7 separate regions of the Mus musculus genome follow, and all the other regions are linked to region 7. The links are chromatin contacts, called in public promoter capture Hi-C maps. All regions are on one chromosome and are shown on one strand. Each heading gives the region's core, a stretch centred on a gene start, on an enhancer-like site or on the middle of the called end of the contact. The rest is flanking DNA. Distances are from core to core; before and after follow the strand shown.

Region 1 (3,338 bases), core at 357-2,856, 820 kb after region 7:
TTTCTGTACATTTTGTATTTTTTACTTCCTCAGCTTGCTCCTTTTCATTATAGATCTTCATAAGAGTGACCACTAACAACCACACAAGAGAGTCGATACTGGGCCATTTTGAAATTTCCTCTGCCAGCTCAACTAATCCCAAAGACTTAAATTTAGCCTCACGAAGACTTTTTAGACAAGAGCAAAAAAGCAACCACGTTCTTAGCCAAAGCTCGAGAACAGTCTGTAGGCCACATACAAATAGTTTTGTCCTCTGAAACCTCTTGAACCAGACCCCCAAAGCTCACATCACCTTCATCACCACTGTCTTCCATATTCCTACTACTATGGCCCTATGAACTATTAAGTGATCAATTGCTTTTCTAACCCAAAATCCACATTCCTCCAAACAAAAGCATGGCCAGGCCTAATCCCAGCAATACTCCAGTGTCTGGTACTAACTTCTGTTTTAGTTTGGGTTGACTGCCACCACCACAAGTCTCCATGTATGTCTGGGCACCACTTGCATCCCTAGTGCCCATTGAGGCCAGGGGGTGGAGAAATAGGATCCCATGGAACTGGAGTTGTGAGCTAGTATGTGGGAGCTGAGAATTGAACTCAGGTCCTCTGGAAGAGCAGCCAGTTTTCTTAACTGCTGAGCCATCTCTCCAGCCCCTCACTTGGCTCTTTGACTGGGTTCCAAATATCAAATTCAGGCTGTCGCACTTCCGTGGCAAGCCCCTTACCATGAGCTACCTCTGCACCCCCAAATTATTTTTTTTAAGCCAAGGTCTCACTGCATAGTCAGGTTAGCTTAGCCTCTCAAGTGCCAGGATTGCAGGTGTATACCATCATGTCCTGCTATCCAACTGTGACAGTTTTGCAAACGGAAACTCGGGTTTGAAGGTCACTCAAGTAAGAGCACTGACAGAGGGCATATCCGGGGTCCTCATGGTTCCCAGCCTGTGTTGGGTGTGTGAGAATAGAGTCTCACCCAGAATAGACCACCTACCCAGCTCTGTGGGGCTGGGGCTGGGATCCCCAAGCCCCGCCTACCGCCTGACAAGGCCATGTCATTCAAAAAGAATGGAATTCCCAGATAAGCTCTTATTTCATGGGGTTATCCGGACCCAAAAACTAAGTCCACGTTGGGGAGGGGAGGAAAGGATGGGGCCAGGGGTCAAGGAACAGGGATCTGAGACTTCTAGGTCCTCAATCATCTATTTCTGTATCCACTCTATGGAAGGAGGGATAGGGACCCATCAAGACCCCCACTTAATAGTCACAGGACAAGGGGAAATTGAGATGTCCAGGGCTGTACTTCGTGTCCACCTACTCCATGGAAAGACTAGGACCCCTTCTCACATCTCTGCATCCTGTGAGGACCCGGAAGCCCCTAAGCCGGGTCAGAGATACTCCTACAATCACTTCACGACCATTGAGGGGCAATCAGGACTCCCAGCCTCCAAACCCTTCTTAGCGTCCGTTCAGGGAAAGGACGTGAAGCACCCACCATGCCTCACCCTCCGCCCACGCCCAGCCTGGGTCTCCTGACTCTGCCTGGAACGGAGGGTGGTGACAGTAAAGAGAGCGAGCGAGAGGGTGCGGCGCCCCGCCCCGTCGCTCTGTCACGTGCTACGGGTCCGGGGGGGCGGAGCCAAGCCAGGTTTTTCTAGGGTCCAGGCACCCAGGTCTCCTAGTTGGATCTGTCTTCAGCTTCTCCGTGCTACCCCGACTACTGCTGCCAAGATGATGTGTGGCGCGCCATCTGCCACAATGCCAGCCACGGCCGAGACGCAGGAGGTCGCCGACCAGGTGAGGCTGGGCCCAGGTCAGGCCAGTCTGAGCCAGGCCTGCGGAGACCCGGCGGCCTCAGGGACCGGCCTGCCCAGACTGGTCAGGTCCTGCAGCGGGTTTCCGGGGCGGCCACAAGTGTGACTGGGAGCTGGGGGCTCTGGATCTGGTTGGAAGATTCAGGGCCGGGAACTGGGGCGAGTCTTCTGCCGCTTGCATACAAGAGGGCCACTCACCTATTAGGGAACTAGCCCCGGGATCGGTGGAGGGATCCGGTGGTCCCAGAGAATTCAGGAAGGCAGCTGTTAGAACCTAGACGGCACCTTTTTGACTTACACCCAGGCCTAAACAAGAGAAAGCCAGACTGGGCTACTGTGCTTGTCTCCTCAAAAGAAAGAGCTAGGACTGTTTAGCTCAGTGGCAGGAATTCAACTGATACCACCACCACCATCACCAACACCGCCCCTCAGGGAAAAAAAAAAGGATCAAAACCAGAAGTTGTAGAACTTGCTTGTGCCTAGTCTGAAACGAGGGGGTGGACCTTGGGCCTGGGCTGCCCTTCCTGTGACTGTTAGCAGAGCAGAGATTCAGTACAAGGTAGGGGGAGGTTCAGGGTATTAGCAAGAGAAGAAAAGTTAAACAAATCCTCTCTTCAGCTCTCCTGCCACGCCCCAAGCCCAGGACCCTGTCCACTAAGCCTAGCTGATCTTGGGAGGTGTTTGCTCTGACTGAAGTGGCCAAGAAGGAGTGAGTCAGCTCCATGAGACCCTAGAAATGAGGAAATGTTACAGACACACTGGCCAGGCAAGGGAACCTTGGCCACGTGCCACATCAGCACTCAGGAGGCAGAGACAGGCGAGTCTCTCTGAATTTGAAGCCAGCCCAGTTTGCTTAGTTCCATGCCAGCCATAGCTACATAGTGAGACCCTGTCCCCCCCCCCCCCAAAAAAAAGGAGCTGTGTTGTTCTTTATCAGTGGGGCCAACAGTTTACCATGTCCCCCGGAATGAGGAGTATTGAAGGCTGGCAGTGTGTGTGTGTGGGGGCACCTGTGCATGAATCTAAGTCCTTCCTTCTCACCCACCATCCAGGTGAAGTCCCAGCTTGAATCGAAAGAAAATCAGAAGTTTGATGTCTTTAAAGCCATATCCTTCAAGAGACAGATAGTGGCTGGCACCAACCTCTTCATCAAGGTGGGTACTGATAGTAGCTTGGCATGAACTGGGGACATAGTCTCAGAGTAGAGCAGAGTGTCCTGCAACTTCCTGCAGAGAACCCCTTAAGGGGACATGTACATGTTCTGAGAGGATGAATTTGGGGTGTTAGGGTTCCCGGCCTTAAAGGAGGAGACAAGGGTTATCACTGGCTAAGTTAGTGGCTGGTGGCCTGTTCTGGCTCAGTTTCTAAGGCTGGGTTAAGCCTGGAACTGGAACCTTACCTTTCACTCACATGTCTGTCTGTCTGTCTTCCTCCAGGTTGATGTTGGTGGAGATAAATGCGTGCACTTGAGGGTGTTTCAACCCCTCCCCCATGAAAACAAGCCTTTGACCCTGTCTTCCTATCAGA
Region 2 (3,732 bases), core at 861-3,360, 990 kb after region 7:
TTTGAGGCTTGTGCATGCTTGTAGGTGAATATAACACTTTGTGCTTACCTTGGATGTTGGGGCCTTCTGGCTCAGAGGAAGCTAGCTGTGATCCCAAGGGCTCAGGTGCGGGTGGTCTGGGGTCTTCTTCAGGGATGGGGTTGTACCAAATCTCACCAGCAGGCTCCCCACTGCTAGGTGTCCTAGGCCCCAAAGAGATCTCCTCTGGTGGTTTAGCCCCTCCTAGCACCCATCGGCGGCTACTGGGCTCCAGGCTTTGCAGGTAGGCCCCCCGAGTGGGGCTTCGAGGTGTCTCGGGGCTGGGTGGTACCTCTGCTCCAGCCTGAGACCCTTCAAGGACACGAGGTTCTGGTTCTGGGGGTTTGGGCTCTGAGCGCTGGGCTGGGTGGCCTGGTGGAGAATGAAGATGGTAAGACCCAACTCTCAAGTTCCCAGAGGTCCAGGGAGGCAGTCTAGCTAATTGGCTTCAGCCCTCACTTCACATAACCAATCGACAGCAAGGAAGCTCTTTGCTAGCCTGGAGCCACTGCCTCCTTTGGAACCAGCTGTTTTGTTTGGTCCTAGCAGCTAGCTAATACTTTTGCAGTCCTAGCTTCAAGGTCCCCTGCCCTAGCCCCTAGTAATGCAAAAGGGACTGTGAATCAGCCTCAAGAGTCCAGGTCAAATGTCCTTGGAACCTCAGGACATTTCGGCTCTGTCACCCCTCTCCCAGACATTCCATTAATCCTAGAATCTTACGCCTGCCCCTTCTCATTGAGTGGCCTTGAGCAAGGCATTTTTCCTGATGCTCCATGTCTTGTTTATGAGGAGATTCAGTATTATCATATTCTCTTCTCGACCCCCTTCCAGCTTGGAGCTCAGTGTGAGAAGCAACTTTAGACAATAGGATCTGTAGCCCTGCTCAAGGCCCTAGTAGCTGCTGCTGGGAAGGCAGGGCAGGGAACGCTGGTTTCTTTTTCATTCAGCACCCTTTTCCCATTTCCCAAATCCTGCCCACAAGTTCTCTTGGATCTTGCCCCTCAGCCCAAGCCAGATTTCTACAGTCAGTGCCCCGTTACCCCGCCCCCCTTATCTTGGCTCTACTTTCTCTGACATCATGGTCGATTTCCTGTGTGTGTTTATGTGTGGGCACCCGGATCCCTTCTCTGGCCCTGGGACCCTTGGGATGCCCTGGGAACGGCCCGGGAGGAAGAGTCAGGTCCTTGGTATAGTGGCCTCCCTCCTTTAACTGCTTCCTTCCGAAGCCCCCTACCCATACAGCTTTCGTTCCTTTCCATTTCATTCTTGCTGTCTGTGGACCCCCAGATTTAAGGATCTTCTATTTCCACCCTTTGGCCCTCTGTTTCAGGTCTCTGTCATCAGTAGCATAGTCCAGAGGATTGTTTAAAGTCAGTTCACAGGCCCGGGACAAATCACCCAACAACCACGTGCCTCAGTTTCTCTGTCTTAATAAACAGGACGGTTTCTTGGGGCTGGCCACAGTAGGTGCGGCTGCAGCCTCTGGAGCGATGGTGGCATGGAATTGGGGAAAAGACTGCAATAATAAATATAACCCCGCACGACCTCTCTTTAGTACAGGAGTGTGTACCCAGGAGAGGTGCCCACCACCCAGCCATGTCGATGCCACACAGCTGTCCTCACCTCCCGCCCCTGCCCCGCCACTCTCTGGGCGCCCCTTCGAGGCCCCATTTCCTGTCAGGGGTGAGGCCCCCCTGCGGGGCCTTGCAAGGATCCCTGGGGCTGGCATCTCAGGCCAGCTGCACATAACGGTCCGTGCCCCCCGCCCCAGCCCCCCAGCCTTACAAAGATCCGGTGCATATTCCTCTCTTGCATCAGGGCTCGCTCCCGGCTTACCCACTAGGTCCCGCTGCGTACCCTACCGGGGACCTGGGGATCTGAGGCTGAGTGGGGCTCCCTTCTCTTACTTTCCGAGAGTCCCCGCACTCACCGCGGTCCTTGGCTTCTGACTTTTTTCGAGGAAGTTTCTCACGACCCCGCAGGCGGGAGAAGGTCTTCCTGAGCAGCGGCTCGGCCATGCTTGGGCCGCGGCCGGCCGAGTGCGCGCCCCGGGGCTGCGGCCGCCCGCCCCGCCCGCCTACCCCCCCCCCCCCACCGGCCCGCTCCAGCAGGAAGCGCATTCCGGGAATGCTTGGCCTTAACTTTTTTTTTTTTTTTTTCTTTTCCTTTCCCGCGGCCCGAGCAGGCGATGCTGGGAGATGTAGTCGCCTGGGGCCGGGAGGGGACATGATGGGGTGCTGGGCTGATCTAACTCTTCAACTATGAATGTCATGGCATAGGCTGGGCCCCCCATAACCATCCTCCTTGTGTGATGGCATGCAGCACATTCTGTCGGCTCCCCCAAACCGCATCCAAGGCACACATCAGCTCATGTCTTTCCTCCTGTCCGTCCATCCATCCCCACATCACCCAGTACCTCGACCACGATCTTTCCTTGGGAACCCCAAATGCCCCCAACTCAAGTTACTATTGCTGCTTATTGACCCTCAAGCTTAGTGGTTTCAGACAGCCGGGATGCTCACTGTCAGGAACATGGACGCGATATAGACGATGCAGTCTGCTGATCTCTACTCAGTCGAGAACACAGCAAGGATAGGTGTATCTCGAAAGTAAGTGGTGAAATCGGAGGTTGTATTATTATTTTTTATTTAGTACTGAAATACCGGAGGCTGGACAACTTTCTAAAGTAGACTGAGTTCATGTTGATGTCCTAGCAGCACTCCTTAAGACAGGAAGAGAAAAAAAAATCTTAGGTTTGGGCTGATTCTTACAACTTAAGTTTACTTTTTATTATGAATATGTGTGTGCTTCTGTGTGTATGGCACATGGATCGGGGTGTGTGTGTGGGTGCCCAGAAACGGCTGGGAAACAAGCACTTTTAACTGCTAATTTGGTCTCACAGAACCGTCTTCTGAAGGCCAACTCCCGCCGATAGGCTCCTTTCACCATGACTAGCCTATTAACAGGGCCACATAGAGGACTAAACTTTCAACACATGAACTGTGGCACAACTAAAGTTCAGGTCTCTTAACTGGTGCCAGACACAGGCTGGACCTCCACTGGGATAGTGGACTAAGCACCTATGTGGACACCTCTGTGTCCTTGGCTTCCTCCCAGTTCAGTAGTTTTGTGGTAATTGGTGGGTATGCAGGCGTCTAAAAGTTAAGAGTGCAGATGAGTAGAAGGAAGACCTGCCCAGCTTTGCTTATCCAGGCACATGTGGGAGGAGAAACTGTGGTGCTGCAATAGTTTGAAAAGATCTAGTACATTCTAAGAGACTGGAACTTTTGCTAGACCTTACAGCCAGAGATAATACCACACCTGGAAGTCACCCACGACTGCTAGCCTCCTATGTACTCATTGAGTAAGAGAACAATGTAGCAATCAACTCTACTTGTTTTGGATTTCCCATGCAATCAACTTCTTACAACCTATAATGTAATGCATACCTGGACTCTTAGATTAGGTACTCTTCCCGGCCCCTCACTCAGATAATGCACACGAAAGCAACACTTGCAGAAGCAGAAGCAACTTTCTACCAAAAAAACGTCGAAAGTATCCATTTACAGAAATTAGTTGATAAACAGTGATGCTTGTTATCTGTGTCAATTAGAGACAGATGGAGCTAGCAATTTAATCCCTTGTAAAACTCTGTTAAAGACTTCTGTAAAGTATCCCATTATGTGCTGTTCAATCCATATAGAGTAAAACACT
Region 3 (3,673 bases), core at 418-2,917, 640 kb before region 7:
GATTTAAAAGTCCGTAGTGCTGCAAAGAAAAGTAAAAAGGAAATAGCCAATCCTGGGGCCCACCTTCCATTAACTTAAAATTCTCCTATACTAACAACATAGTGCAGAATAAGAAGCCAGACAACTTCACACTTCTACTAAACAAAACACTTTGGGGACAATAAGAAACAGTTCTGGAACACACCTCTTTCCCAAAACAGAAAATACGGCCATCAGAGAGAGAGAGAGAGAGAGAGAGAGAGAGAGAGAGAGAGAGAGAGAGAGAGAGAGAGAGATTGAGAACCGGCGCCTGTCTAGTCTACCTGTTCAGGCTCTAATGAATGGTGCGGGGAAAACCTGAGGAGAACTGAGAGGAAAGAAGAAAACAGAAGACCACGGTGGAGGGGAGAGGAGAAAAGGCCGCACCCTGCCCTCGCCCCACATCCATCCTCTGGGCTTCCTTTTTTTTTCCTCCCCAGCTCGTCTCAATCACAAGACATCCGTCTAAGCCTTGCAAGTCCCAGTGAGATCACAGCTATTGTGTGTTGACCCGAAAGCCTGCAGCGTAATGTGCCCACTAACAACTTCTGAATTTAGGGAGGGAGTAAAGAGGCCTGGGTTTTCCTGAGTGGCTCTACCCCGACCCCCGACGTAGGCCAGGGCCAGTTACCGTCAGACTTTCACAAGGACCCTAGGCCGTGCCTGAATCCAAGAACAGGCAAGACCATGCAGAGCTGGAGAGTGAGCCCCTCACTGGAAACTTCTGTCTAGGACCCTGTTCTGGCCCCAGCTCCAAGCCCAAGGGGCTATCAAGAACTACTCTATTCCGGGAGCCCGACCCTCGGCCCCACACTTCCCCACCCACCCACCCACCTCTTTCTCCCTCTCTCTAAGTAATTCCTGCCTCAGCCTAGGACCCCGGTCACAGCCTGGGAAGCTGCTTCCCTTGACCCTTTGCTCAGCCTGATACACATGCCTCTGGGATTCCCATCTTCAGTCCTCCGACCATCGCTTTGGCCTGGGATACCCCCACCCTGCTTTAAGCCTGGGACTCTGCACTAAGCCCTGGAACCTCAGCCTTGAGCCCTCAGAGCTCGGTACTCAGTCCTAGATCCCCGCCCTCAGCCTAGGACCTTGGTCTTGGCCTGGGACCCCTACCTTCAGCCCGGGACCCCCGCCCTCAACCTGGTACCCCCTATTCTCTCCCAGGACCTCCGCCCTCAGCCTGGGACCCTCACCTCAGCCTGGAATCCTCGCCTCAGCTTGGGACCCTCGCCTCAGCCTAGGATCCCGGCCCTAGTACTGAGATCGCCAACCTCAACCCTTCCCCCAGGATCCCCAACACCCCAGCTCGAATGAAGTTTTCTGACTGCGAACTGTCCGGTCCTCTGGCCTTTGGAGGGGTCTCGGCCGGCCTGGGACGCGGCATGCGAGCTACCTCCGCGCTGGACCCCCCCACACACACTTCAACCCGCCGCCACTCACTCACCTGCCCCGCCGCGGACAGGGAGGCCGCGGACCAGGTAGAGCCTATGCTGCCGGTCGGGTGGGGCAGAGGAGGCGTACACGGCGCGACGCGAAGCCCGATGCGACCCAGCGGCGGCCGCGGCGTCTCCTAGCTCAGGCGACGGTAAGCAGCGCCTCGAGCTCTGGCCGAAGCACTGCGCGCGGCGAGGACCCGCCCCCTCCGTGCAACCAGCCACTCCTGCGCAGCCCGCCGCCTCTGGCCCCGCCCCCGCTCAAGGGCAGGGCCTGAGAAAGCGGGCGCCGGGAGCCAATGGAGCTGCGAAACGGTGACCATCACAGCCAATCAGGGCACGGAAAGCTCTCCGGCTAGAAGCCGTTTAGCGTCGAAGGGCGGTTAGGGTTGGGCGGGGCCCCACTCTGGGGCTGGGAGGAGGCGGGGCTTCTGGAAAGGTTAGTCAACTGGCGGGGGCGGGGACAGTACGGGGCGGGGCCAGGGCCGGGCCTGGGGCGGGGCCTCCAGAAGGCTAGAGGGAAGGGAGTGGATGCTTGGTTGTGAGATGGCTGCGGGGCCTGCATCCTCTGCAAGTGTTTGGCACACGCAGCTAGCGGGAGACTGCAGACACCCAGTCTCGCACGCGCTGATATTCTAGGGAGGTCAGTTGGACCCACAGCCTTCGCGACTATGTGGGCCTGATCCGTTGACCGCAGCCCTTCGCGGGTGCCCCTCTCTGCTTGGAAGCCTTTGAAAGCCAACACAGCCCAGACTGTAGAACTTGTGTTTAGGTTCTGGGCCTGCACACCTGTCCACAAGCGATTCAAAGCCGATGGAAGAACTGGCTGTGGTAGTGGCTGTGGGAAAACATGTCATGTTGTTGTTGTTGTTGTTGTTATCTTTTGTGCACCTTTCCTCAGAGGTGTCCTGCTCTATTTTGTGTCAATTAACTATCGTTTTCATCGGACTAAACTTCCTTCATCTGATTGCTCTCTATTAGCTTAGGCTTATTCCTTTCTGCACACCACGAAGGTAAAGGAACCAGGCCAACTTGTAATTCCAGTACTGATAGAAGCTGCGAGTCCTGGGAACTCTGCCTTCCATCAGTACCTAGATACCCAGGAGCCCAGGGTCATCCTTCCTGGCTTCCTGAAGCAACCTGAACCAGCCAGAGAAGGCCTCTTTGGACTTGGAAATCAAGCTTTGCCCTTCATAGGTGGAGAGAGTGATCCACATGTTTACCTCCAGACTTTCGAGAAGCATCTCTGGGAAACAGAGTTGCTTCTTTGTTGTCATATGAACAGACGGGTGAGCAGAGAAGTGGGTTGAGGGTGACATTCTAGCTGAGATGACAAAACTCATCCCGCCCTGAGCCTCAAACCCACCAATGACTCACTTCGGTGCCAATAACGATATATCATACATGCAAAGGGGTGTATACATAGCTCTGTCCCCTCATCCCTCCACCTGTTACAATCACGATCTCTATGGTAGAGTCAGGAAGACTCCGTAGGTCTGAAACCTCACCATAGTAACCAAGTAGCTCTTGGGAATGCCCAGAGTCCTGTGAGTATGATGTCCTGGAATCCACTCTGAAGGGAAAAGTCCTGGTCCCCTGTAGCAGACATATACAGTAGTCACTTGGGATCGATGAGTCAGAAAGGAGTGTGCTCTTATTTGTCTTCAAACATAACCTGTGTGATTCAATGACAACCTCTGAAAAGAAAGGGCCTGGGTCCGGGCAAGCAGGAGCTGTCAAAAGCCTTACCCAGCAGCTAAGTGCAGCTGCAGCAAATCACGAACCTTTACCTGGAGAATCTAGAGAGCATATGGACAGCCTTATCGCACATTACTACACCTTAGCCCTGTGCTATGGTAGAGAGGAGGGCGGAAATTTGGAGGAGGGCATGTCAGGTAGCATGCTAGGAGTCCCTGAGACAAGGACTTCCCCTAGGAGACGAACACAAGGGATTGACATTGAACCCAGCAGCAGTACCCAGACCTAAACCAGGACTTGAACTAAGATCCAAAGTGTCTCCAGGATCAGCTCGGGCCATCGGCCTCCTGGGCTCTGCACAGTGGCTCCGGAGGCTGGAGCTGCATTAGGCTCTGTCGAAGCACCCCCCCCCTCCAGATTACAGGTTGCCAGCCTCCTACTCTACTCTCCAGGAGCCGTGGGGTTTGGGGGGAGGGCTCAGCTGCCTACATCTCCTCCTGGAAGACACACTTAGTCAT
Region 4 (3,432 bases), core at 892-3,391, 640 kb after region 7:
GCTCTGCTTTTTAAAGTGAACTCAGACTGGCTAGGTGAGTGTTGAAGGAGATCTAAAGTATGAATTTTTTAATACGATAAAACAGATTGTTTGGGGAGCAAACACTAAGAGAACCATATACACAGTATTGACGTGTTGTGAAGAGTGAACTGGCCTTTGGGTAGATTTCTGAACTGAGTTCGTTAGCTTCTCCTTTAAAACATAACAAGATAAAGAAGGAATAAGGTGGAACCAGGATAAGTGCTTGCCAAAGCTGCAGCCCCAGAAACATAAAAATGCCACTGAGTGTATACTAAGTCAGATTTCCTGAGTGTCAAAAAAAAAAAAGCCTTTTATTTTAAAGAGATTGCTTTTACATTTCTCTAAAACGACTTTGTTTTCTGAAATTCCAGTGAAGAGCTGTGCCCTCCAACTTGGGGACACCATCAGCACACTTTCTTATGATGCTACCCCAAAGCCATGGGAATCCCCCACCAACACCCAAACTCCAACAGGCCTACAGGAAGGCACCCTGCAGCTGTCCTGCACACAGGAAGGTAAGACATTAAATAGCACACATTTCCAAGTACTAGCTACCAGAGTAATTAACCCTTTCTCCTTAGCCACAGCCGATGCCGCTGAGCTTGCAACTTTACCTTCAGCAGGATGCTGATAAAATGTCTATGGCAATGAAGATGCCAATGTTCAAAGCTAAGGGTCGGGAGATGCAGTCAAGTAAGTGGGTGTCCCTGTGGGTTCTAAGTACTCATCCAGAATTCCTACTGTGCACAGTACTGGGGGAAAGTTCTCAGGACCTGGAACACATTGAATCCAACCATGAACAGGGTGCAACTTCCCTGAGGGGATCAAGGAGCACCCGGGCAGGGCGGGGCAGCCTCCAGACCAGCTCTGCCACATCGGTCCACCTGCCTGCAGGTGAGGTTTGGCAAGCCTCTCAGTTGCCAAGCATTCTGGGAAGAAAAAAAAAAAAAAACAAAACACACACAACTAACTGCTGAACTATGCAAGTCTCCCAACTTTATGGGAGACACATCCATATCCCTGAGAAAGTTAATCTAGCAATAAAGAGATGTAAGTCTTTAAATATGAAATGTCTATGCGGTTACAGGAAGGAACTGGGAGGAGCCCATGTATCCAAGGGCCCAAAGGAGAAAACAGAGCAGGGTGTGCTGGAGACCTTGGGAACCCTGGGGCCTAGCACCAGGTTTTGCAAATATGCTTCCTGTTTAGAAAAAAGTAAATTCATAAGGTCAAGCACATACTGAACTGCCAACAGCCACGTATCACACCTGTCCTTTGAGAGACAGCACCGCAAAGCTGTCAAAATGTTAACCAACCCGTCCACACTTCCCATGAGTCCATAGTTTGCAAAACTACTCCGTTCTGAAATTATGCTTTAAAATGAGGGTTTTCTTTTTCTGTAGCAGAGAAACCAATCTTTGTGTGTGAGTGTGTGTGTGTGTGTGTGTGTGTGTGTGTGTGCATTCAGTGGGAGAAGGAACAAGTGCGGAAGGGGATGTCCGAGCGGGAACTCGCTGGTGGAGCAGCTCTGGAAAGTGCCTATAAGCACAGGATGATTGGACCAGACAGAGCTGGGTTCCTTCCTAAGCCTGGCCGGCCACCTGCCACTCCGGCTTGACAGTCACTAGAGGAAGAGCACCTGCGCTCTGCGGAGAGCTGGGCCTGCCCACCGGACTGCGGTCAGCGCGCAGGAGAGCCGACCCACGGGGAAGGCCGGCCCGATCCCTAGCAGCACTGACAGTACAGAACGAGCTGCTCCGGAGACCGCCCAGGTCAGGACCCAAAGCTTGGCGTCGGCTGCACAGCGGGTCGGAGGTCACCCGCGGAAAGGTCGGAGGTCGGCTGTGTCCGCGTAGATGGGAGCTGCCAAGCCCGGCCGCGCCCCCCGCCCGCCCGCCCCGCCGCACTTACAGGTGACGATGGGCTTGTTCTCCATGGTGTAGACCACCGGTGGCTGTGGCTCCTCAGGGGCGTCCATGGGCGTCCGGCGTCACCGGCCCGGCCCCCCGCCCGCCATGGGCACCCGAGGCAGCGCGGGGCCCGCTGAGCCCGCGCCTCCTCGCCGCCGGCCCCCGGCAGCTCCTAGCCGGCCGCCCGCCGCCGCCGGCCGCGTCCACTTCCGGCCCCGGCGCCGCCGCGTGACCACTTCCGGGGCGCGCGACTTAAAGGGGCGGGCCTCGCCGCCGAATGCCCTCCTACGAAAAAGGCCGCGTGCCGGGCCGCCCGGCGGTGCAGGGCGGGGCCGCTGTAGCTGTCAATAGCGGGAGCCGCCTCTGCCTCGGTTCTCAGGCAGCTGCAGAGGACAGAGGGCGGCGCACGTGCCTGAGCTCCTTGACCCCACCTTCTCAATGCCCAAGCTTGGTGACCCTTGCTTGGTCTCATCAGACCTGTCTAAACTGGATTCTCCTCGGCTTCGCACCTGCAGATGCTCCCTTACCCTCATCCTCGCTTCTACCCTGTGTGCCCCCACGTCACGTCTGGCGGAATTCCCGTTATCTCCGAGGGAGCTTCCTCCTTTCCGGCTTCTGCAGGATGCCTTGGGTCGGTTTTTACATCTGGGCGAGCTCAACTGTGCAGTGCCAAGCTGAGTCTCTGCTTGCCTGTTAACACGGACTTGCCAAGTGTGCTGACTCAAAGCGAGGCAAGATCGAAAGTGTTCCACCCACCCCGTACAACTCCATGTGCACCCGCTGGCACGCCAGCTTCCCACTGTCCTTTCTGGTTTTGTGAGGTTTTTGTTTGATTGGTTGATTAGGTGGTTTTACTCGTATGAACCACCACATAGGTCGTTTCCACCTGCGTCAGCCTTCAGCACTCTTTCCCTTGGCTCCCAGAATGCTCCCTATGTCCCACCTTCATCAGTACTGGTCACCTATAGCTGGTACTGCTTTGAAGCCGCTAGGTATTGTGAATGTCGCAAAATCAAATATTGCTTTGAACTGAACTCGGCGCAAGTAAAGCAGGTCTATGGGAGCTTTTGCAAATGGGATTCAGTGTGCAAATGGAATGTCTGAGCATGACTTGACTGTTGGGGAGCATGTTGGTTTGGGCTTTCAGGCAACTGATTAGGGCAGTTGAAGCAGGTGGAGACTGCCAGGCACAGGGGTTCTCAACCTGTGGGTCCCGAGCCTTTTGGCAAACCTCTAGCTCCAAAAAAAATATTTACATTATGACCCATAACAGTAGCAAAATTACAGTTTATGAAGTAGTAACAAACTATTTTTATTTATGTAATAATTTTATTTTTACTTCTTTAATATATTTATTTTGTTTATTTAATATTTTTCTCTAATATTTTTATTTTTATTTATTTAATTTTTAGTTTATTTATTTAATTTTTATTCATTATTTAATATTTTATTTTTATTTACTTAATATTTATTTTTTATTTAGGAGGGTCACAGCATTAGA
Region 5 (3,801 bases), core at 1,121-3,620, 860 kb after region 7:
GGTGTGGGTATAGTGGGCTGACCAGCTCAGGTACCTCTCAGGCCCAGATCCAGGGCTTTGAATTGGCCCACCTTAGCATCTACCCCATCCATGAGCTGCTGGAGTGTGTGATGGAGCCGGTCCCATAGATCAAAACTACAGGATCTCTATGACACAGGGCAACAATGGGGAATCTGAGGGGAGTCCCAGTGTGGTTTCAGTATGGATGGTGTAGCAGAGGCCCTCCCTGTACCTGACAGACTCATTGCAATGAACGTTTACAAGCAAAGTCGGTGTGGACATAAGGATACACTGTGGGACTCACTACAGCTTCCACAACGAGATTGTTTGCCCTTCTTTTTTTCCACTGTTGGGGGGAGGGAGGTTGAAAGGGTGGGTACAGGGGGAGAGATGAGTGGGATTGGGGAGCATGATGAGAAATTCAATAAAAAGGGAGGAGGAATGAGAGAAGGGGAAGGGATCCCCTCCCTTGAGCAGTTGGAACCCCATATCTTCAACCTGAATAAGGACACTGAGCCCTTGGTGCAGTCTAGAGGACAGAGGACCAGGGGACCCAGGGACAGTGTGCTGGGTGAAGGAAGAGTACCAGCAAGTGGAAGAGGCAAGCAACGCAGGACACGGGGTCTCAGAAGCCGGCACACCTCTGCCCAAGGTGAGGGAACTGCATGAAGCTCAGCCTGGCCCCGCCCTCCCTGGCTGTCCCTCCTTCAGGACTCTGCCCCTTTGCTCCTTAGTACAGTCTTTTTTTGAGAAAGGGTTTCTCTGTGTAGCCCTGGCTGTCCTGGAACTCACTCTGTAGACCAGGTTGGCCTTGAACTCAGAAATCCGCCTGTCTTTGACTCCCAAGTGCTGGGATTAAAGGCATGTGCCACCACACCCGGCTCCTTAGTACAGTCTTACTTCAATGACCTTGTTACCCCAATCCTGGCCCCTTAAGCTAGAGAGCAAAGGTAAAGAGCATGAAGCACCAGACCAGTGCATTCTGGATAGAACAAGAATGCCTACACTAGACCGTGTGGGTGAAGCACTGTTTATCAACCAACAGGCGCTCAAACACTCAGCAACTGCCCTTGCCTACAGACTTTGATCTCCTATGCTGTATAATAACAATCAATTGCTCTATTTGTCTGGCAAGCAAGCCTGATTCAGGACAGTCCTCTATTGTCCTTAAATGCAGTTCCAGCCACCTGTTTTCCTTCCAAGTCCTTCTTTCAGGTCCATGGTAGCCAGAGGCTACACCCTAACATCTCCCAGGAATCAGTTTAATGGCTAGACATGAGCGGAAGGGGAACGGGGACCTGCCACCCTGCTCAGTGACCAGCCAAAAAAGATACATTGCAAGAGGCCACCACCTGGTTGCCCAGGCCAGCCCAATCTTCCTGCTGGACCGGCCAGGCAAGGAAGCTCCAGTCAGCTGATATTGCCTATGACCCCTATTCTAATGCCCATGACAACCTGGTTCCCTCCAAGGGCAACCAGTCACAAGCAGGAAGCACCACCTGCCAGAAATGATCAGAGATAGCCTCATTCATCACACATCTCACAGGAGATAGGATCTGGGAAGAAAAGGCTACAGCCCTTCTAACAGGTTGCTTCCAAAGCCAAACTCAGCAAACTATGCTGTCTTTTAGGAATAAAAGCAAGCACGCGGGAGGTGCAGAGTTCCAGCCCCATCTCTGCGGGTGACAGACCACCCTAAGAGTGTTCAGACCCAAGCGTGGGCCCAGCTTCCTCCTTGGTCCAAGTTCATAGAATGGGTAGAAGCAGAACGTGGATGTCTGCAGAGAGCGAGCAATCACTAGCCAATGTGTCTACCAAGAGGCTCTCCGCGCTCCCAAAGGAAAGGATTCTCCCAGCTCAGCATTTTAACGCTTCGGGAAGCCCCTGCCCACTGTTGGTCAGGCAGACGGAAGCAACAGGGACCCTCAGGCGCTACCGTGTGCGCCACAGCCGGGCAGGGGGCTTCGTGCCACCTGCACCACCCCGCTGTAAGCTCCCCAGGGTAGTCCACGCCCCCGGCCTGCCTGCGCCAGGATCTGCCCTCAGCGCGCCCAGCGCTCAATAGGGACCCAAAAGGATGGCCACAGGGGGCCAAGGTCATTAGTCGGAAAAGGCCACGCAGCGAACCCGTAGACCCGCAAGTGAGCAGCCCGGCCCGGTTACATAAGCAGTGGAGCGCATACCTGCAGAGGGAACATGGCCGCTCTGTTACCCACGTAGCCACGGACAACATGGCTCTGGATGGAGAGCACCCGGCATTCGCCCTCCATGCCGGGAAAGCTGTAGTGGCGCGTGGTCCAGGTGGTGTCACAGGCTGGGGTTGCTCAGGCCGCTCGCTCGGATTCTGCTCCGAGCGCTTTAAGCACGCGCAGTCGCTAGGCTTGGACGCGCTCCCCGCCTCCTCTGACCTCAACAGGCCGGCTGCTAACCCGCGAGTCCCGCGCGGCGAGGGGCGGGCTGAAGGCGGTGCCTCACGCAGGCCCCGCCCCTCCGGGCAACGGGACCTGTGGAATCCAGCACATGAGCTCCTTCCTCTGTGCTCCATCACGTGGCCTCACATCCCTTTTTGCAGATCTGTCTGTGCGTCAGGGGGTTCGCCTGTATCACACTCCACAGCACGGTACTTTCAGTACACACTGTTCCACCTCCTTGGCCCGCGGCGCTGATCACTCCATGGGTGGCATACTCCGGAGCTGCTGTCCAAAGAGTTTCCACTGAGCTCCAGAGCCTGAAGACCCTCAGAGATCAGGAGATCCTTTCCAGCCACGCGGCCTGCGTGGAATCCCAGACCCAGTAGGGCTCACAGGCATCTGATCTCAGGCTACCCTGAGTCAGGAGTCACGTGCCCCTTCTCAATATAATAAGAGATCTTCTCTAGGCTCAAGTCTGCTTAGAGCCACTCATGGGGACAGATTTGAAGGGGCTGCACTGGTCTTCCCCTCTTCACTACCCACCAAGTCCTCTCAGTCCTAGGGAAAGCGCACCTCTCTTCCTGTCCCATCTCCAGACCTACACTTGGCACTCCTGTGGTCACGGACACACCAGGGTCACAGATCAGTGGCACAGGCCAGTATGTCAAGTTTGCTTTATCTTGGTGAGAGAGAGTACTGGGGACCAGATCTGCTCTGAAGAGAAAGGAACATTCCCATTGCTTGGGGAACAGATCAGAAAAAGGAAGTGGTTTTGAGGCTCCGTTGGTGGGGTGCATACCAAGGCCCCAGCACCAGAAAAGCTGTAAAGAAGAACCAAGTTGTTAGGAAGGCTTGACTGGAATCAACTAAATGGAAGTACATTGGAGGAATAATTAATTGCTTGCTGATAGTAACGTTTGCTGGATACTATGTATGTGCTAAACATTTCTTGTAACTGAATCTTGCTAGCCTGGAGCAATGGTGTACATTTATAATCCCGGCATTTCTGTGTTTGTGTATGTGTATAGAAGACCTCTGGTGTTATACTTAGGGAGGGGCAATTCACTTTGAGCTTTTCTTTAGCTTTTTTGAGACAAGGTCTCATGATGTCTCTCTCCCTGATCCAGCTCACTATCTAAGCCAAGCTGGCTTTGAACTCAGAGACCCACCTAACTTGAGTGCCAGGATTAAAGGTGTATGCCACCACACCTGGAACTGCCTTGGATTTATTTTATGTATTCATTTACTTAGATACCCTACTAGGACCCGGAAGTTCTCTCTTAGTTTGTCTAGGCTTCCTGGTTATGAAGCCCCTGGGATCTACCTGTTTCTATTCCTCATTGCTGAGGTTACAAATGCTGTTCTAACCAGGCAGTGGTGGCTCACACCT
Region 6 (3,743 bases), core at 995-3,494, 560 kb after region 7:
GTTCCTGGAAAGAGCAGATGGCACAAAGGATCAACGTGCAAGCATGGCTGGTACACAGGCAGCGCGGTGGGCTCGCCCTAGTACTGGCTCACAGCCTCAAGTGAGCATGGAGACTAGATGCTTCTAGTTAGCACTCCCAGGCAACACCTGGAGGCAGTGACAGTGGATTCTAGTGAGCTATAAGTACAACAGGCATTGTAGGCTGGGGTCAGCAGGAACTGGAGGCCCACCAAGTATCCACAGCAGGCAGAATCCAGGCCTCCACACCAGGGAGGGGCTGCCTAAGAAGCCATTTTTCAGGATGCCCAAAGCCACCTGAACATCAGATAGAGATGCAACCTCATATACAGTTGTACAACAGGAGGGAGGGGTTAGATTCAGGGGCCAGGGTTCTAGACAGAAGAGGAACTCCCTAAAGACAGCCTTGGTAGTTAAATTGCAGTTCCTCTCTCTTACCTTTTCAGTCTCAGCCCCTACCCTGCAACCAAGCCTCAGATAAGAAATGTTGTGGGCTGGAGAGATGGCTCAGTGGTTAAGAGCACTGGCTGCTCTTCCAAAGGTCCTGAGTTCAAATCCCAGCAACCACATGGTGGCTCACAACAATCTATAATGGGGTCTGATGCCCTCTTCTGGTGTGTCTAAAGATAGCTACAGCATACTTATATATAACAAATAAATAAATCTTTAAAATAAAAAAATGTAGTTGTGCTGGGCATAGAGTCAACTGCTTTTGATCCCACCAACACTTTGGAGGCAAAGACAAGAGAATCTCTAGGAATCCAAGGCCACCCTGGTCTGTATATAGTGAGTTCCAGGCCTGTGAGGGCCAAACAGACTCTGTCTCAAACAAACAACAAAAACAAAAACCCGAGGCAGTGGTGGAGTATGCCTCTTATCCCAGCACTCAGTAGGCAGAGGCAGGAGGATCAGAGTTCAAAGCCAGCCTGGTCTACAGAGTGTGTTCCAGGACAGTCTCTCTACATAGAGAAACTTTGGGAAAACAAAACAAAACAAACAACCCCTCCCTGCCAAAAACAAAGCAACAAGATAAAGGGAACACAGTACCACACAGGGACTAGCCAGAGCAGAGCATGACCACCTCACACCCAAAGGCTACTGCTACCCCTGTAACGGTCACGGGGAGGTCAGAAACATTTGGCCCATGGCCATGTATTTCCAGAACAGCCGGATGACAGTTGCTTTGAGGGACAGACACTTGATCACATAATCAGGAAGGCTACAGTACAGGAGCTGCTCATGGGAACAGGGCTCTTGTAAGGTCCTTTCCCTACCCATACCTGCTTTCCCTCTCAGAAGGCTCCCCCTTGGTGTGGTCAATCACGTGCATCTGAGGGACATCGGGAGCAAAGATCTGGACCTCAGCCCCGCCTCGGCTCAGGTGCACCAGGATCCTATATGAAGAAAATCCACAAAGACATCACTTCCAAATGTGTCCTCCGGCCTCACAGCATGACGATTTTACAGATGGACTGGCACCAAGTGCTGGGGAATTCCTAGTTTATAGGACACCTAGTTGCTTTTACGAAGGCACGGCTCCTGCCGCTTACAGACTTCTGCAAGGTAAGGGTAGAACCAGAATAAGTAGGCAAGGCATCCTTTTACTGACTGATGAGCAGCGAGGGTTGTTGACTCCGCAGGTGTTGCATTTTGGGTATGTTCAAGACCCCAGCTTGCTGCCAGGCATTCTGCCTTCACCCAGGGTCCGGGTGGCATCTTTTGTGTCTTGGCTGTGCTAACTTTGGCTTTGGACTTATCACGATGTGAACCCACTGCGCTTGGTCACCCTCTGGCCATTTCTGCCTTTTAAACCAAGAGAGTGTTTACAAACTCTGAGGACTTACGCTGAGGCCTCATGGATCTCGGTTCCGTCATAGACTCCACAGCCCGACAGCACCTGCAGGAAGAGAGGCACTGACGAGGGCGAGGGCCCAACACGCAATTACCGAGGGAGGGGAGGCTGAACCCCACCAAGAGCCGACCTTGGGCGGACAGCTGGTCGACCCCAGGCTGCGGGGACCTAGCAAGGGAAGGCACTCGGCCTGGGAGTCTGGCTCTGCACTCACCAACGCCACCCTGGCCCCGGGCCGCGGTGCGGAGCTGTGAAGGGCTGCGCGCTGGGAGGGAGCCCGGTGGTATCTGGAGAGCGGTAGGAGCGCAGAAGCCAGCCTTGGCGCCACCAAAACCCTGACGGCAGCCATCACGAAGGGCAGCCAGCCACAGTGGTGTCAGGAGAACGTGCGCCGTGGGGCGGGGTCGCGCCTGGCCAATGGAGGAGCGCGTAACAACCCCTTTCTGGAGAGGGCCAGTGGGTGGGGCCGCGCCTGCGCAGTGACCGACGGCGTACGGGAAACCCAGCACCTTTTTCCCTGGAGGACTAGCGGGAGGGAGGGGCCACAGATCTCAGGACACGCCCCCCCTCACCTAAGAGACCGGTTGGCTGGACTTCTCCAGCTCAATGACCGACCGAGCTGGGACACGCCTCTTCTCGGTTTTGAGAGGGCAAGCAAGCAAGTATGCCAGGTTAGGACCTTCCTGCGATCGACCTTGTTGAGCGGCCCGGTCTGCCTAGTTAATGTTTGAAGGGCGCTCATCTTGGTGTAGGCCACCTTGACTACCTATTGCAATTCCAGTCTATGCAATGACTAAAAACTGATTTTAAATAACGGGGTCAGAGCAAGCCCCGCGCCCTCACGGTGCAATCGTAAATTGCTCCTGCCATTGTGTTCTGGGTACCTCTGCAGCTTCCTCACAGGCCACAGTTCTGCCAGTCACGATTCAGTGAAGAGCTGAGCTGAGCATCGTACCTTCCATTTCCTATTTTGAATCAATGTGATTGCTATAGTTGCATACAGTCCGGTGTCCATCGGGGTAATGACCAGATAACTCCCAGAGTTTCACTGCCTCTCCCTAGCCACAGTGAAGGCTGTCAAAGGTGACCTGGCTTCTCTCAACTCCTAGGGATAATTAGCTGCTGGGTGTTCCCATCTTAAGATGGGAACCCTTTCACATTTAGGAGACATTTAGGCCTGGGATGCACAGTATATGCAGAAGCCAGGGAGCATACAGAAGTGGGTTTGGTGGCCCAACACCATTACAGCGAGTCAGGGATTATTCAGTTTCAGGGGACAGTAGTTGGGGGGAGGGGTGGAGCAGTGTCAGGCAATTTGCATCTGGCTGTCCACAGGGGTGGAGTGGGCATGGTTACCACGGAGCAGACTTGTAAAATACTCCAAACTGAGCCCAGTTTCTGGTATGAGAATTAAACTGGATGAGATGTATGAGATGTATGGTGATGGCTGAAGCATGGTTCAGCACTACTTGCCTGCCCTTCCCTGGGCCCTCAGTTCCACATTCATACCACACACAGACAAAACCAGTAAAGCTTCATAAAACTGTATTTGTACTGCAGATGGGGATCCCAAGATGGCACCAAAACAAGCGGGTCCTTGTCTGGGCGGCCAGGGGCCTGGCTGTCCCTGGGCACATAAGAAGCAGTTTCCTTTTCTACCCCAAGCTACACAGAGAAATGCTCTGCAGAACAGGAAACCTGGCGACACCAGGCTAAGCTCTGGCTTCTCCCCATAACGGTGTTCAAGCCTGAGCGGGTTCCAGGTGACCAAGACAGTATAGTATCAGTGTATCCTGAGTATGACAAGGGTGCGACAGCTAATGGCTCTCAGTGCACCAGGTGCCACACAGATCCATTCCTGTGGCCTGGACAG
Region 7 (3,250 bases), core at 113-2,612:
GATCTCCAACAACTGCTTCAGTCAGCCTGGTTTCTGGAGTCCTGTCTCCCAGTTACACAGTCTGAGCTGGACATTCCAGAGATATGTTCAGCTAAGGATGACCATGATCTGTATTTGAGGAAAATCCATACCTTGGTCTGGTCTGGGTGTGGGATGAGTTCCAAATGCGTCCTTGTGGAAGACCTTGACAAACTTCTCGAAGAAAGGTCATGTGTACAGGGGAAAGGCTAAAAAAGGTTGGCTTCACAGACACTTGGCTTAGTAGCTTTGCAGTATTACCAGGAAGTGGGGATACTTGTCTGCTGGCCCTTCCTTGGAACAGAAACATACTTCTGTCAAACAGAGCGCCACTTCTCTGGAGGCTGCTGTGTGGTCCTGGAACACGGCCAATCAACACCTTCCTGAGACGACTGTGGGTGACTGTGTCAGCCCTGACTGGCCTGATTTGCAGGTGTTAGCAGACAGACACAGAGGGCCTGTGGGCTGCATTCTAAAAACTCACGCCAAGATACAAGGAAAGGACACTCTTGACCCCTTAGCCAGGGCTCCCGATGGATCTTCCAGCTCAAGCTTCCCTTGTTTTGCTTATCTAGTTGACTCCTTGGGCATGTTATTAAACTTCTAGGCATCTTGGTGTGCTGTGTAAAATGGGTTATTAGTGTCCACAATAGCATTCCAGAAACAGCAAATGGTAGGTCAGAAGGGAAGCTTTCTGTGCCTGTCACTCTCACCCACCCAAGCCACCTAGTGGTTACTTTGGGACTACGTAAGGAGGGAGAAAGGCAGCTAGATAGTGAGAATGAAGGGGAAGAGCTTGTCCTTCTGGAGAGCCATCTTGGGAATGGCCCTTGTGGAGGCTGGTCCACCCCATCCAGGAAATCAAATGAAAAAAGATGAAATGGGAGCATGTGCTGGCTTTCTGGGCCAACAGAAGCCATCCTCTGTGTCCTCAAAGGATGCCTTTTCTAGACATGAGCCCTCCTGTGACATTCAAATTAAAGGCCAGAGGCCTGTTCCAGGAGTGTGTGGTCCATAAACCATGCCTGGTAACCTCCTTATTCGTCTTCCGGACCACCTGAAAGGGTTAGCCTGAGTTTCTTTGCCCTCTCTTACCCAAATGCAGCCTGCATATAAGAAAAAGTCCCCAAATGTGGGTGGTGAAGAGGCTACTGGTTGGGCCAAAACGTTCCTCTGGGTCCTGACCTAGCACACAGCGCCCCCACTCCTCCCGTGCCTCCCTGCGTGGACGCGCAGTCTTGCACCCACATCCGGGGTCTCTGGGCCTAGGACCTTGAGTCGCGCGTCCCCGGGGCTCTGCGCGCACCCGGGCGCCTGACCCGCCCCGTGACGCATTCGCAACCGTCCTGAATCGCGGCTGGCCAGCGCGCACCCGCGGCGCGGGGCGCGCGCCTCGTGCACGCGCCCGACCACGTGACTCCGCGCGACCAACCAGCGCGCCGGGATTTAGGGATAAAGCGCGGCCCCGCGACAGTTGCGGCGGGAGAGCGGCGGGGCAGAGAGCGTGACTCGCCCGCTCCAGTGCCACCGGTTCCCGCTGCGCTTGCCGCCGCCGTCGCTGCGCAACCATGTCGGAAGAGAAGCCCAAGGTAAGCCCGGTACGCAAGCCGCAGCAGATTCCGCGGAACGCAGGCCGGGCCGCGCGCAAAAAGGGCCCGCGGGGCCGCGCCCGAGCCTCAGCGCCCCTCCCCCACCGACCCGCGCCCCTCCCCCACCAGCATTGCACTCCGCCCCGGGCAGCGCGCTAGCCCCACCCCCGGCTGTGCCTCCCGCCACACCAAGGCTCCGCCTCCGGGGTAGCCCCGCCCCGGGTGTAGCCCCGCCCACGGCTCGAGAACCCGGAACTTGGGTGCTGGTTCTTGGTTCGCAAGGGCCTCACTCCCTGACGCGGCCATCCTTTCGCGTGCCGTGCGCACAGTTGCACGCGTGGTGCTGCGCGTGAGGCTCAGCGGGCGCTCGTGAGAGCTGCACCGGAGTAAGAGCAAGGCTGGCCGCTCCGGGCTTCCAATGTTCGCCCGGCCGCATGCCCTTCCACTCCATCGCCGTGGTCTCGGCAGTTGGTGCGTGGGAAGGCCAGGGTTGCCCATTTCAAATTGAACAGTTTTCCCACACTCACCTGCCCTGCTGGGGGCAGTTTTATCCAACGGGAGATAAACGTTGGAGCCTGGCATTCTGTGCTCTTGACTGGCCTGGAGATGACCACTGTGTTGGCTCAGGTGAGAGACCCCAGGAGCAGGGCAAGCATCTGGACTAATGCCATGGTACCATGCTCAGCAGCCGAGCCCAGAAATATCTTGCCTGCGAGGTCCTTACCTTTAATTTCAGCTCAGCCTTGGGTCCTGCCTGCACCATCCCGGATATTGAATGAGCACCTGTTCGCCCTGTGCCAAGAGTAGACAACTTACTTTATTATATTTTGTAGCTGGTAACTACAACAAGAGTTGTAACCTTTTGGTGCGGTTAGGCAGGAAGTGAATGCCTGGTGTGTACTGGAGTGGCCATGCCTTCTGCCTCGGGTTAGTGGAGACAGAGGGTTATATGTTATATTTTGGTGACGCAGCCCAGGGGCTGTTGTCCACTAGGCAGATGCTCTACCAGTGAGTTACTTACTCTCTCCACACCCCCACAGCGGCCCCCCCCCCTTTTTTTTTAGACAAGGTTCCTTTGTGGTCCAAGCTGTCCTGGAGTTTAAGACCAGGCTGACTTCAAACTCAAAAGAGATCTTCCTGTTTCTGTCTCCTGAATGTTTCCCTGTGTAGCTCATGCTGGCCTCCACCTATACCCAGGAGCTCCCGGGTGTCAGGTGTTGGCAGTCAGTGTGCTGAGTAAGCCCTCCTTCTTCTGTATTTACTTGCTAATTAGAGAACTCCAGGCCAGAGCCCAGCCAGGCATCCTTCCGTTGGAGGGAAGCAAGCCTGAGGCCTTTCACCTCTGTCTCTGTTTTTGAACACACACATCCTTTCGGGAACCGGGTTAGAAGTCAGCATCTTGGGACCTGGAGTGATTCATGCTTCTCACTAGCGGACTTTACTTTTTCTCATATTGGATGCCACCCTTTGGAGAAGGGGGCAAGCTCTGTGGACAGTGCTGCTGTGTCACTGGTGTCCTGGGAGTGAGTGGGCAGGGGAAGGGGAAGGGATGATGCCTCAAGGTGTGCCTTCAGGTTCTTGATGGAGCCTCTCTCCTGCCGAACCATTTCTCAGACTAGAAGGAGCCATGCTCCTACCTAAAG

Evidence for each region. Promoter capture Hi-C pulls out the DNA fragments that hold promoters and counts their contacts. Capture Hi-C pulls out chosen DNA fragments and counts their contacts.
Region 1: a promoter capture Hi-C map of adipose tissue shows a contact between it and region 7, with 4 times the contacts expected there. The contact joins the promoter of Cstb here to the promoter of Sumo3 in region 7. A contact is called at or near these places in 4 of 39 promoter capture datasets (cranial neural crest, hippocampal neurons, maxillary cranial neural crest and 1 more), 1 of 484 Hi-C or Micro-C datasets (CD4 T cells), 4 of 115 datasets of contacts at active chromatin or transcription factors (bone marrow-derived dendritic cells, bone marrow-derived macrophages, memory CD8 T cells and 1 more) and 2 of 9 other capture datasets (adipose tissue and liver).
Region 2: a promoter capture Hi-C map of pre-B cells shows a contact between it and region 7, with 4 times the contacts expected there. The contact joins the promoter of Syde1 here to the promoter of Sumo3 in region 7. A contact is called at or near these places in 2 of 39 promoter capture datasets (the C10 cell line and pre-B cells).
Region 3: a contact with region 7 is called in a promoter capture Hi-C map of pre-B cells, with 2.7 times the contacts expected there. The contact joins the promoter of Pcbp3 here to the promoter of Sumo3 in region 7. A contact is called at or near these places in 2 of 39 promoter capture datasets (liver and pre-B cells), 1 of 484 Hi-C or Micro-C datasets (embryonic stem cells) and 1 of 115 datasets of contacts at active chromatin or transcription factors (epiblast stem cells).
Region 4: a promoter capture Hi-C map of liver shows a contact between it and region 7, with 6 times the contacts expected there. The contact joins the promoter of Trappc10 here to the promoter of Sumo3 in region 7. A contact is called at or near these places in 2 of 39 promoter capture datasets (liver and pre-B cells), 1 of 115 datasets of contacts at active chromatin or transcription factors (memory CD8 T cells) and 2 of 9 other capture datasets (adipose tissue and liver).
Region 5: a contact with region 7 is called in a promoter capture Hi-C map of liver, with 4 times the contacts expected there. The contact joins the promoter of Pdxk here to the promoter of Sumo3 in region 7. A contact is called at or near these places in 2 of 39 promoter capture datasets (the C10 cell line and pre-B cells), 1 of 484 Hi-C or Micro-C datasets (CD4 T cells), 2 of 115 datasets of contacts at active chromatin or transcription factors (memory CD8 T cells and regulatory T cells) and 2 of 9 other capture datasets (adipose tissue and liver).
Region 6: a promoter capture Hi-C map of hippocampal neurons shows a contact between it and region 7, with 3 times the contacts expected there. The contact joins the promoter of Gatd3a here to the promoter of Sumo3 in region 7. A contact is called at or near these places in 12 of 39 promoter capture datasets (3T3-L1-derived adipocytes, the C10 cell line, the HPC-7 cell line and 7 more), 3 of 484 Hi-C or Micro-C datasets (CD4 T cells, LSK cells and granulocytes), 2 of 115 datasets of contacts at active chromatin or transcription factors (bone marrow-derived macrophages and pancreatic cancer cells) and 2 of 9 other capture datasets (adipose tissue and liver).

The regions. Positions count from the first base shown.
Region 1 is chr10:78,424,064-78,427,401 of GRCm38.p6, forward strand. Cstb (cystatin B) reads left to right here and starts at 1,607. Exons shown (of 3, transcript NM_007793.3): 1 at 1,607-1,794; 2 at 2,864-2,965; 3 at 3,248-3,338. The coding sequence starts at 1,729.
Region 2 is chr10:78,589,854-78,593,585 of GRCm38.p6, forward strand. It overlaps Syde1 (synapse defective 1, Rho GTPase, homolog 1 (C. elegans)), which reads right to left and starts at 2,111. Exons shown (of 8, transcript NM_027875.1): 1 at 1,949-2,111; 2 at 49-390. The coding sequence starts at 2,036. It overlaps Gm30346 (a long non-coding RNA gene), which reads left to right and starts at 2,188. Exons shown (of 3, transcript XR_380602.2): 1 at 2,188-2,627.
Region 3 is chr10:76,960,280-76,963,952 of GRCm38.p6, forward strand. It overlaps Pcbp3 (poly(rC) binding protein 3), which reads right to left and starts at 1,668. Exons shown (of 16, transcript NM_021568.2): 1 at 1,469-1,668. Gm35664 (a long non-coding RNA gene) reads left to right here and starts at 1,862. Exons shown (of 2, transcript XR_380584.1): 1 at 1,862-1,896; 2 at 2,097-2,323.
Region 4 is chr10:78,242,504-78,245,935 of GRCm38.p6, forward strand. Trappc10 (trafficking protein particle complex 10) reads right to left here and starts at 2,142. Exons shown (of 23, transcript NM_001081055.2): 1 at 1,933-2,142. The coding sequence starts at 1,999.
Region 5 is chr10:78,462,578-78,466,378 of GRCm38.p6, forward strand. It overlaps Pdxk (pyridoxal (pyridoxine, vitamin B6) kinase), which reads right to left and starts at 2,371. Exons shown (of 11, transcript NM_172134.2): 1 at 2,184-2,371. The coding sequence starts at 2,270.
Region 6 is chr10:78,167,511-78,171,253 of GRCm38.p6, forward strand. Gatd3a (glutamine amidotransferase like class 1 domain containing 3A) reads right to left here and starts at 2,245. Exons shown (of 7, transcript NM_138601.3): 1 at 2,085-2,245; 2 at 1,863-1,915; 3 at 1,299-1,412; 4 at 1-4. The coding sequence starts at 2,219. Pwp2 (PWP2 periodic tryptophan protein homolog (yeast)) reads right to left here. Exons shown (of 21, transcript NM_029546.2): 21 at 3,400-3,743.
Region 7 is chr10:77,604,735-77,607,984 of GRCm38.p6, forward strand. Sumo3 (small ubiquitin-like modifier 3) reads left to right here and starts at 1,363. Exons shown (of 4, transcript NM_019929.4): 1 at 1,363-1,607. The coding sequence starts at 1,587.